2 separate regions of the Rattus norvegicus genome follow, and region 1 is linked to region 2. The links are chromatin contacts, called in public Hi-C maps. All regions are on one chromosome and are shown on one strand. The core of a region is the stretch at or near the end of the contact, and the rest is flanking DNA. Distances in the headings are between cores, read along the strand shown.

Region 1 (4,409 bases), core at 259-2,758, 130 kb before region 2:
ACACATGAGCACATACATACACATAAGTAATGACAATACCTGAATCAGTCGATTCAGAGGAGCCCATTCTCTGTAGACTGCTGCTATTTCTCACGTCCATTGGTTTCTCATAGTCACTGAAACCAAGAGAAATACCTCCACATGAGCTATTTTTAGTATTTGACTAAAAGGACACATACAGGAGATGGGTTATGAAGTAGCCAGGCTGCCACAAACCATCTTGAGAGACCAAGCCAAGGACACCCCACACTCACACTTGGCCACCCAGAATACCCCAGTTGGCATTTAAACAAAGAAAGGAGTGAGTGGCTTGGCCTTGGACCACATTGTAAGACATGCCTGTGGCAAAGGCTGGGTTGTTTCCTTAAATGAGAGCCTCAGTCTGAGGTACCATGCTAGGAATAAGGGCAAAGGTGACTAGGCCAGGAGTCCCAGCTTTTCAGGGTTTGGAAAAGTCGAAAGGCACGTTTAGGAGGCCAGATGCCCAACACCGAAGGAAAAGCAACTTCTCTAAAAGCATTTTTGTTAGTGGTAGTGGTGTAGAGCTACTAAGTCCACCAAGATTTCCAATGTAGAAAAGTTAGTTTAAAAAGTGATAGCTGTAAAAAGGTAGATGGGTAGATATAAGAAACGTGCGGGCCAAGCGGCTGCATAGATTTTGCACAAATGCAAGAAAAGAAAATGCCATGTCCCTTTGTTGAGAAGGAACAAAGCTTACAGGAAACTAAGATCCGACGCGGGTGGTTCAGCAAAGAGTGGTAGTGAAGGCCATTTTCCCCCCGTAAGGGTAGATTCCAAAGACTTTTCTGGAATAGAGACAGAGTAGATTGAAATCTGAAAGGGGTGAACAAGACAGGATGCCCAGCAGGCTTCCCTGACCTCCGGTCTGGCTCGGGCTGAGGATAGCCCTGGACTATCCGAACGGCCTCTCCCGCCCAACATTCCGCCCGGGGGGAGGGTGCACATGGCGGGCCCTGGCCAGGCCATCCCGGATCCGGGCACCAGAACCAGGGGGACAGACTCTGCTTCCTGCTAGGTCATCCCGAGGGCCGACCAGAGGCCAGCGGCCTGGGGCATCGCTCGCCAGTCTCTCACCTGCCCAGCCCTTCCAGCTGGTCCATGGTGACCGTCAGGTTGGTGACAGGGGACAGTCCGCCAGCAGCTGACGCGCCAAACAGCACCTTCCCCGTGGGCTGCGGCGCAGGAGTGGGGCTGCAAGTGAAGAGCAGGCGGCGGCGGTGGGGGGGCTCCGGGCCCAGTTCCATGGCGCCGCCGGGCCTGCCCGGACTCCCGCTCCGTCTTCCTCCGCCTCCGCTGCGCCGGGCCCCGCCCCGCTGGCACCGGCTTCAGCCGCGTGCCACGCCGCCAGCGCCCGCGGGTCAAACACAAACACGACCCCGCGGTTCAGAGACGCGGCCGCCACGGGCAGCGGCGCGGACGGGCGAGCGTCGGGGACTCGGCAGGCGCCAGGCACAAGCACCGGTGCTTCTCTCTCTGTGTCCCGCGAGGCCCGTAGGCGGGCGGGCGCCTGCAACCTCAAGATTAAATCCAAACAAACTCCGCGGAGCCAGAGTCTTGAGGCCACCGACCGGACTAACTCTCCTCACTTTTTCCTTCCTCTTCGTTCGGTACCCGGCACAGAGGAAAGGAACCTCCACTTCCCTCACCACCAAAGTGGCCTTAGCGTTAATTGCTGCACACTCAGGATAGCCGCCGCCCCGCCCCTTCCCTAGTTGGCGCCAAACGGAACTCACCAATCAGGAAGCATACTTCTCCTCGCTCCCGAATGACAGCTGAGCTGGACCAATGAGAAGGAAAGGAGGAAGCATCTCGCGGGCCTCCTCGTGGTCACTCCCTCTCTCCATGGGGGCGAGGCCTGAAGAGTTGGGAGGTGGCAGAAATGAGAAAGGAGCAGAGAAGTCAATGAAACTCCCTGTGAGGGCGCTAGTCCGGACCAAAAGGCCCCCCCTATCTCGCTCCTTTCCAGTTGCATGCTGGGTAGTGTAGTTCCCATAGAGTGTGCTAGGCCGGTCACACACCTAGTCTGAGCTGCTGAGCCTAGTGCTGTGTGCACTTTTAGGAGACATAGAGACTAGGGAAGGCCATCTGGACTTGGCTTTGGTTCTTCCTCTGTGTAGTACAGTACCGTGGATCCCTCTTTTCCTTCACAGTCCTTCAGGCTCTGATTTTGAATTTCTTTCTTTCTTTTTTCTTTTTTGAGACAGGGTTTCTCTGTATAGCCCTAGCTTTGAACTCAGAGATCCATCTGCCCCTGTCTCTTGAGTGCTGAAATTAAAGGCATGTGCCACCATTCCTGTTCCAGGCTCTGATTAAATTAAATTAATTTTTGAAATAGAATTTCTTCTATAGCCCAGGCTGAAACAGGAGTAGTAGTTGAGAGCTTTACATCATCATGATCCACAGATAGCAGGCAGACAGAAGAGAGAGGAGAGGGGAGGGGAGGGGAGGGGAGGGGAGGGGAGGGGAGGGGAGGGGAGGGGAGGGGAGGGGAGGGGAGGGGAGAGGAGAGGAGAGGAGAGGAGAGGAGAGGAGAGGAGAGGAGAGGAGAGGAGAGAAGAGAAGAGAACTGGGCCTGGTTTGGGTTTTTAAGAATTCAAAACCCACTCCCATCAACACACCTGTTCCAACAAGGCCGTGCCTACTCTAAAATCTCTCCCAAACAGTCCTATCAAGTGGGGATCAAACGTTCAACCATATGAGCCTATGGGAGCCATTCTCATTCAAATCACCATAAAAGTACTAAGTAGCACATAGTGTTTATGTACATGACAGTGTTTCAAGTGTGATAATTGCTTAATCCTTACCAGTCTTACATCACAAAAATAATACCAGGAGGAACCAGAGTGAAGGAAAGGTCGTTAATTTAGTCATTATTTAGATGAATAACCATTATACACTCACAAGACATGGTTATGGGCCTCTTAAGTATCTTCACTGTGGCCGCATTTGTGATTCTGTATATTTTTCTTCGGAGACTGGGTCTCATGCAGCCAGGCTGGCTTTGAACTCTCTACAGTCAAGGATGGCCTTGAGTTTGATCTTCCAGGTCACCACCCTGAACTTAGTTTTGTGCTTGTAAGGTGAACACTTCTTTTTTTTTTTTTTTTTTTTTTTTTTTTTTTTTTTTTTTTGCTCTTTTTTTCGGAGCTGGGGACCGAACCCAGGGCCTTGCGCTTCCTAGGCAAGCGCTCTACCACTGAGCTAAATCTCCAACCAAGGTGAACACTTCTAAGTAAGCTACATCCCACCCCCGCCCCCACTGAGCTTCCTCAGTTACATTGCTCAAAGGATGTAATTCGAGCGGGGTGGGGGGGGTGGGGGGTGGGGGGGTGAGAAATGCCTGCAACCACAGAATTTGGGAGGTGGAAGCAGAAACGTAAAGTCATCCTCAGTTACACCGGGAGTTCTAGGCCAGGTGGGGCTACTTGAGACCCTTCTCAAAAAAAGCAGCAACAACAACAACTTTTTTTTTTTTTCAAAGTCTTGGCGGTGGATAAGATGGCTCAACAGGTGAAGATGTCTGTAAGCCAAGCCTGAGGACCTGAGTTTAATCTCCGGGTCCCACATGGTGGAAGAAGGAAAACCACTCCTAAGAGTGCTCCCTTGACCTCCACGTTTGAGTACACATAAGTCAGTGTAGTAAGTTAAAAATGATGTAATCTGTACCAATGTTTACATTTTTATTCTTGAGGAAGGGTTTCTCTGTGTAGCCCTGGCGGGATTAAAAGTGCATGCCGTCCCTGCCCTGTCGAGGTGAAAAGATCAAACGAAAGTTAAGTAACATTATGTGAGCTGACCTGCTTATTTCTCTCAAAGATTTTTCTCTTGTAAACGAAGTTGCAAGGGATCTTGTACTGTAGATGGTCTCGCTGTAGGGATGAGAGCCGAGCTAACTCAAGGTCACAAAGGTTCTGGTCCTAAGGAAGCATGGCTGCTATTTTAATGGTCTTCATACTTGTTTGTCGGTGGTGCTGAGGGTGAGTTTATTTTTAAGTATTTTTATTAGTGTGTGTGTGTGTGTGTGTGTGTGTGTGTGTGTGTGTGTGTGTGTGTGTAAGTGCCTGAGCGCCTGATAGTCAGATGCATGTCACATCCCTGAGAGCTCCAGTTACAGGTAGTTCACAGCTGCCTCATATTGATGCTAGGACTTGAACTTGGGTCCTCTGTAGAAGCAGTACATGCCCTTAACCCCTAACCATCTCTGCTGTGGTGGTCAGTTTTTTCAGACAGGGTTTCATGTATCCCAGCCCCTGGCTTCATGGCCTAAATTAGCTTTGGACTCTTGGTTCCCGAGTGCAGGGACTATGGAAATGTGCCACCATCTCCAGCATAGACTGGGATCGTGCAAAATGACATATTACAGACACAATCTCAACTTAGCTGCCTTG
Region 2 (4,245 bases), core at 99-2,598:
CTAACATGCATAGGCCCTGGGTTCAATCCCTAGTGCATACATTCATTCACACACACACACAGAAACACACACACACACACACACACACACACACACACACACACACCCCTGTTACTTCTTCAGCCAAAGCTTCTCTTCGGGATTTTATACTATCTAACTGTTCAACCCATATCACCGCTTGAAACCTAATAGTAATCTATCTTAACCCCCACTGTGGTTAATGGTAACTCAGGTACGAATGATAAGCTGACAACCTCACATCGCCCTAATTCCCCTTTTCTCTCCTATCTCAAATCCAATCTACTAGCAAAATCCCATTGACTTTCTAAACCTAGGAGCCCTCCCTCTCTATCTCTGTCAGGGATGCAGAGTGGTCTCGATGACCAGCATACCATGGTTAGACTACCTCTCACTCACCTGACAGGTCCCTGTGCTTCTCCATTCCAGCTCTGAGGTCAACAACAGAGCTGCAATGATCTTTCAAATACACAGAGAACTCCATGTCAACCCCTCCAACAGTCCCGCAGTTCCTTCAAGGCAAAAGCCAATGTCTTCTCCATGACTTTCATTCCTCTCTGACTGCACTTTCAGCTGGTTCCTCACTCCTTCCAATCATATGAAGGACTGGAACACACGAGGCCACTTTCCACCCAGGGCCTTGGCACTGCCTAGCTGTTCCCTGTTTAGAGCTGGCTCCCTGACCTTCCTCAAGTCCTACTCAAATGGACCCTGGAGAGTTCTTATCTAACGACCCTATCAAAAATTGACATCCCACCAAAGGAGCATTCCGTAACCACTTTCTGTTTATTTTTTTTCTCCCCACACAGGTCACATAACCTGGGATGCGTATTTTACTTATCTGCTTTGCTGTAGGTTTGTCTTGCTACAGTGTCAGCTTTCCTCAATCCTCAGTTCAGAGTTACTATTTATCTATATAAAGTACATAATCAACAAGACAATGAGCTAGAAGAAAGAATTTGCAAACAGTTGCACTCATTATTTCATAAAGTGCGAACTTTTCCCCGCGGCTTCTGAAGCTGAGGACTGGGCGATAGTGGCCACTACCCACTTCTGTCATCTCCCATCCTATCTCGTGCCAGCCACCTGTGCTTTCCTTGGTTCCGGAAAGGCACTTTGCATGTACCCTCCCCCCGACCTGCAATGCTTTCTTTCTGTGTGGGATTACCAGCTTTATGACCAGACACGCTCCCCCACCCCCACGTTTTCGAATTGACCTAGGCAGAAGGAGCCTCCCGCCCCGTACCTGAAGAGACTAAGCTTATTAGGCTCCAGCAGTAAGCCCCGCGTCTGCCACTCAATTGACCCCTGACCGGCCAGCACCCGCCCCTGGAGGGCGAATCCTTTAAAATACGTGAGGGCAACTTCCTGTCTAGCGGCCAATCAGGAGCCACGCATAGGTGCGGCATAGGCGCGGCATAGGCACAGGCTGTAAGCCCCGTTTCCGGCTTAGGATCAGGGTCTGGTGAAGGGGCAGGAGGCGCCATGTCGGGCCGCGAAGGTAAGGTTGTTTGGGGATGGGGGCACAGATGAACGGGGGGGGGGGGGAAATGGAAGGGCGATGGATGGCGGGGATGGGCCGAGCATGCTCGTGTCGCCCACAGGTGGCAAAAAGAAGCCCCTGAAACAGCCCAAGAAGCAGGCCAAGGAGATGGACGAGGTAAGGACGGGAGCGGAGGCGCGGGCGGGCGCTGAGGGAATGGGCGATAGGGCTGGAGTGAACCTGCTCTGCCTCTCTGCAGGAAGATAAGGCTTTCAAGCAGAAACAAAAGGAGGAACAGAAGAAACTCGAGGAGCTAAAAGCCAAGGCCGCGGGGAAGGGTCCCCTGGGTAAGTGAAGATCGAGCCGGTTGTAGGTGTACGAGGGCAGGCTAGATCTGCTCCGGGGGTCGATGGTGACCTTGGCCTTGGGTTTGTGCAGTTCGAAGGGGCGGAAATGGAAACGTGGCCAGAAGTGAAATCTTCTGCCTCTCAAGACAGTCTTGGGTTTCCAGTTCATGGAGAAGCTACAGAAATGGAAACACCACGTGTGCCAGACAGATACATGTAGCTAAGTATCGTCCAACTAGTTCTGGCTCCAAATTAGTAATTTACTGCTTCTTTATAGTTAACATTAGAACAAGAGCTTTTGTACTTGCTGGTCGCGTTATCTGTAATGATAATGAGTCCTGAATCACCTTTGGGTACTATCTAGACTTAAAGTCCAGGCTCCTTAACATGTGTTTTGCTCTGGGTGCTGTTTTGTTTTGGACTATACCGGGAAGCAAACTCGTGTGTGCAAGGCAAACACACTCCTTCTTGAGCTGTACCCCATACACCATGCGCCCTCTGTGCCTTTTTACAATAATAACTTTGCCGGCAATTTCCCCTCTTAGGAGTGAACCACAGGTCCAAGAATCTTAATATCGCATTAAGAAAAGTTTTAATTTTTGTATTTAAGCGTATGGGTGGTTTTTTTTTTTTTTTTTTTTGGTTCTTTTTTTCGGAGCTGGGGACTGAACCCAGGGCCTTGCGCTTCCTAGGTAAGCGCTCTACCACTGAGCTAAATCCCCAGCCCCGCGTATGGGTGTTTTTTATGCATGCATTTCTGTGTAACATGTGTCCAGTGCCCTGAGAGACCAGACAAGGGTCAAATCTGGAACTGTAGTTACAGATGCTTGTAAGCTGGAAATTAAACCCAGCTCCCTGGAAGAGCAGCCAGTGCTCTTAAGTGCTGAGCTATCTCTCTACCCCCCTTTTTATTTTGTTTGTTAATTGCTAGACAAGTCATTTATTATAAATTTCTGAGACTGGCCTTGAACTCTGGATTCTCCTGCCTTCACCTAGATAACTGAGAGTCTGTGCCAGCAGCTTGGCTTTAATGTGCATTGTAAAAGCACTGTTGTGCGTTTTCTAACTTGGGTCGTTTCTGATTTTTACTGGTGTGACATAGATACTGGAACTGTCACCCCAAGACCTGTTGCAGTGGGTTTGATCCATTGTTTATCCACACAGCAATGAAACTCTAGCTGTTGAGGTTGCTTTTTAAAATGAGGTCAGGTATCCGGCACTTTTAATCTGTGATTATGTATAAGGAGGTCAGACCTTGGGGAAATCCTGTACAGACGGAGCATTCATAATCTGTAAATCCAAAGTGTTCCGGATCTGAGACTTAACACCAGAAGAACACTCCACCCCTGGCCTTGGGTGATGGGTTGCAGTCAAATGCATAGGTACTGGACTTGTTGTATTACATTAACTTACAGCTGTGTGCATGGGGTGGGCTTCACCTAAATGTTGGGTTCACAATTTTGTGCCATCTCTAAAATATGTGTACGTAAATATCCCACAAATCCTAAATACTTGTGGTCCCAGGGATTTCTGTTAAAGGAAATCCAGCTAGTACTGCTTGTCACCGAGCTCCATCCATTTTGGGTTTCTTGCTTGTTTTAAACAAGGTCTCCTAATAATTCCTCATCCCCTGAACTTGACCTTGATATGCTGGGATGCACCCCTGTGCCTACATTATTAAGATTTGTGTTGTCACGGTTCTTTTGTGTAGCTCTGACTGTCCTGGAACTCACTCTGTAGACCAGGCTGGCCTCAAGCTCAGAGATCCTCCTGCCTCTGCCTCCCAAGTGCTGGGATCAAAGGTGGGCACCTCCACTGCTAGGCTGTGCTCTCTTTCTTAAATTAGGTGTGGATGATTGTACAACCATTCCACTATCTACCGAGTGCCAAATGTACTGGCATTTTTAAAATTGAATGAAATAAAGGCATAACAAACCGGTCTCTGGGAATATAAGATGGGATATAGTGTCTTGTTATGTCTCAGTTTAGAATGTGCAGTTATGAGGGGACCATGAGGTGGATCAGTGGGTAAAAGCCTGCCTCTGAGCCTGAGGACCCAAGTTCAATCCCTGGGATCTATGTAGTAGGATTGTCTAATTCCTGAAAGCTGTCCTCTGATTTCTACCTACACACTGTGGCACATGTGTGTGCACTGGTGTATTCATACTTAAAATAAGTTAAATGTAATTTGAAAAAAAAGGGGGAGAGAACTGGAGAGCTGGCTCAGCAGTGAGAGCTGCTGCTCTTGCAGAGGACTCGGGCTTGGCTCCCATGACTTACATAGTTATTCAGCGACCATCTCTAATTCCAGTTTTAGGGAATCTGACCTCTGCAGGTACCAGGCATTCACATGGTTTACATATGTAAATGCAGTAAAACATGCATACAAGTAGAATT

Evidence for each region. Hi-C and Micro-C count contacts between places; a contact is called where the count stands out from the background.
Region 1: a Hi-C map of frontal cortex shows a contact between it and region 2, with 1.7 times the contacts expected there. The contact joins the promoter of Cdc25a here to the promoter of Ccdc51 in region 2. A contact is called at or near these places in 6 of 12 Hi-C or Micro-C datasets (the A7r5 cell line, Schwann cells, frontal cortex and 3 more) and 1 of 1 datasets of contacts at active chromatin or transcription factors (oligodendrocytes).

Annotation. Positions count from the first base shown.
Region 1 is chr8:118,740,147-118,744,555 of GRCr8, reverse strand. Cdc25a (cell division cycle 25A) reads right to left here and starts at 1,508. Exons shown (of 15, transcript NM_133571.2): 1 at 1,096-1,508; 2 at 40-116. The coding sequence starts at 1,265.
Region 2 is chr8:118,606,559-118,610,803 of GRCr8, reverse strand. Ccdc51 (coiled-coil domain containing 51) reads right to left here and starts at 1,348. Exons shown (of 4, transcript NM_001014098.2): 1 at 1,265-1,348. Tma7 (translation machinery associated 7 homolog) reads left to right here and starts at 1,436. Exons shown (of 4, transcript NM_001126048.2): 1 at 1,436-1,519; 2 at 1,623-1,678; 3 at 1,761-1,848. The coding sequence starts at 1,504.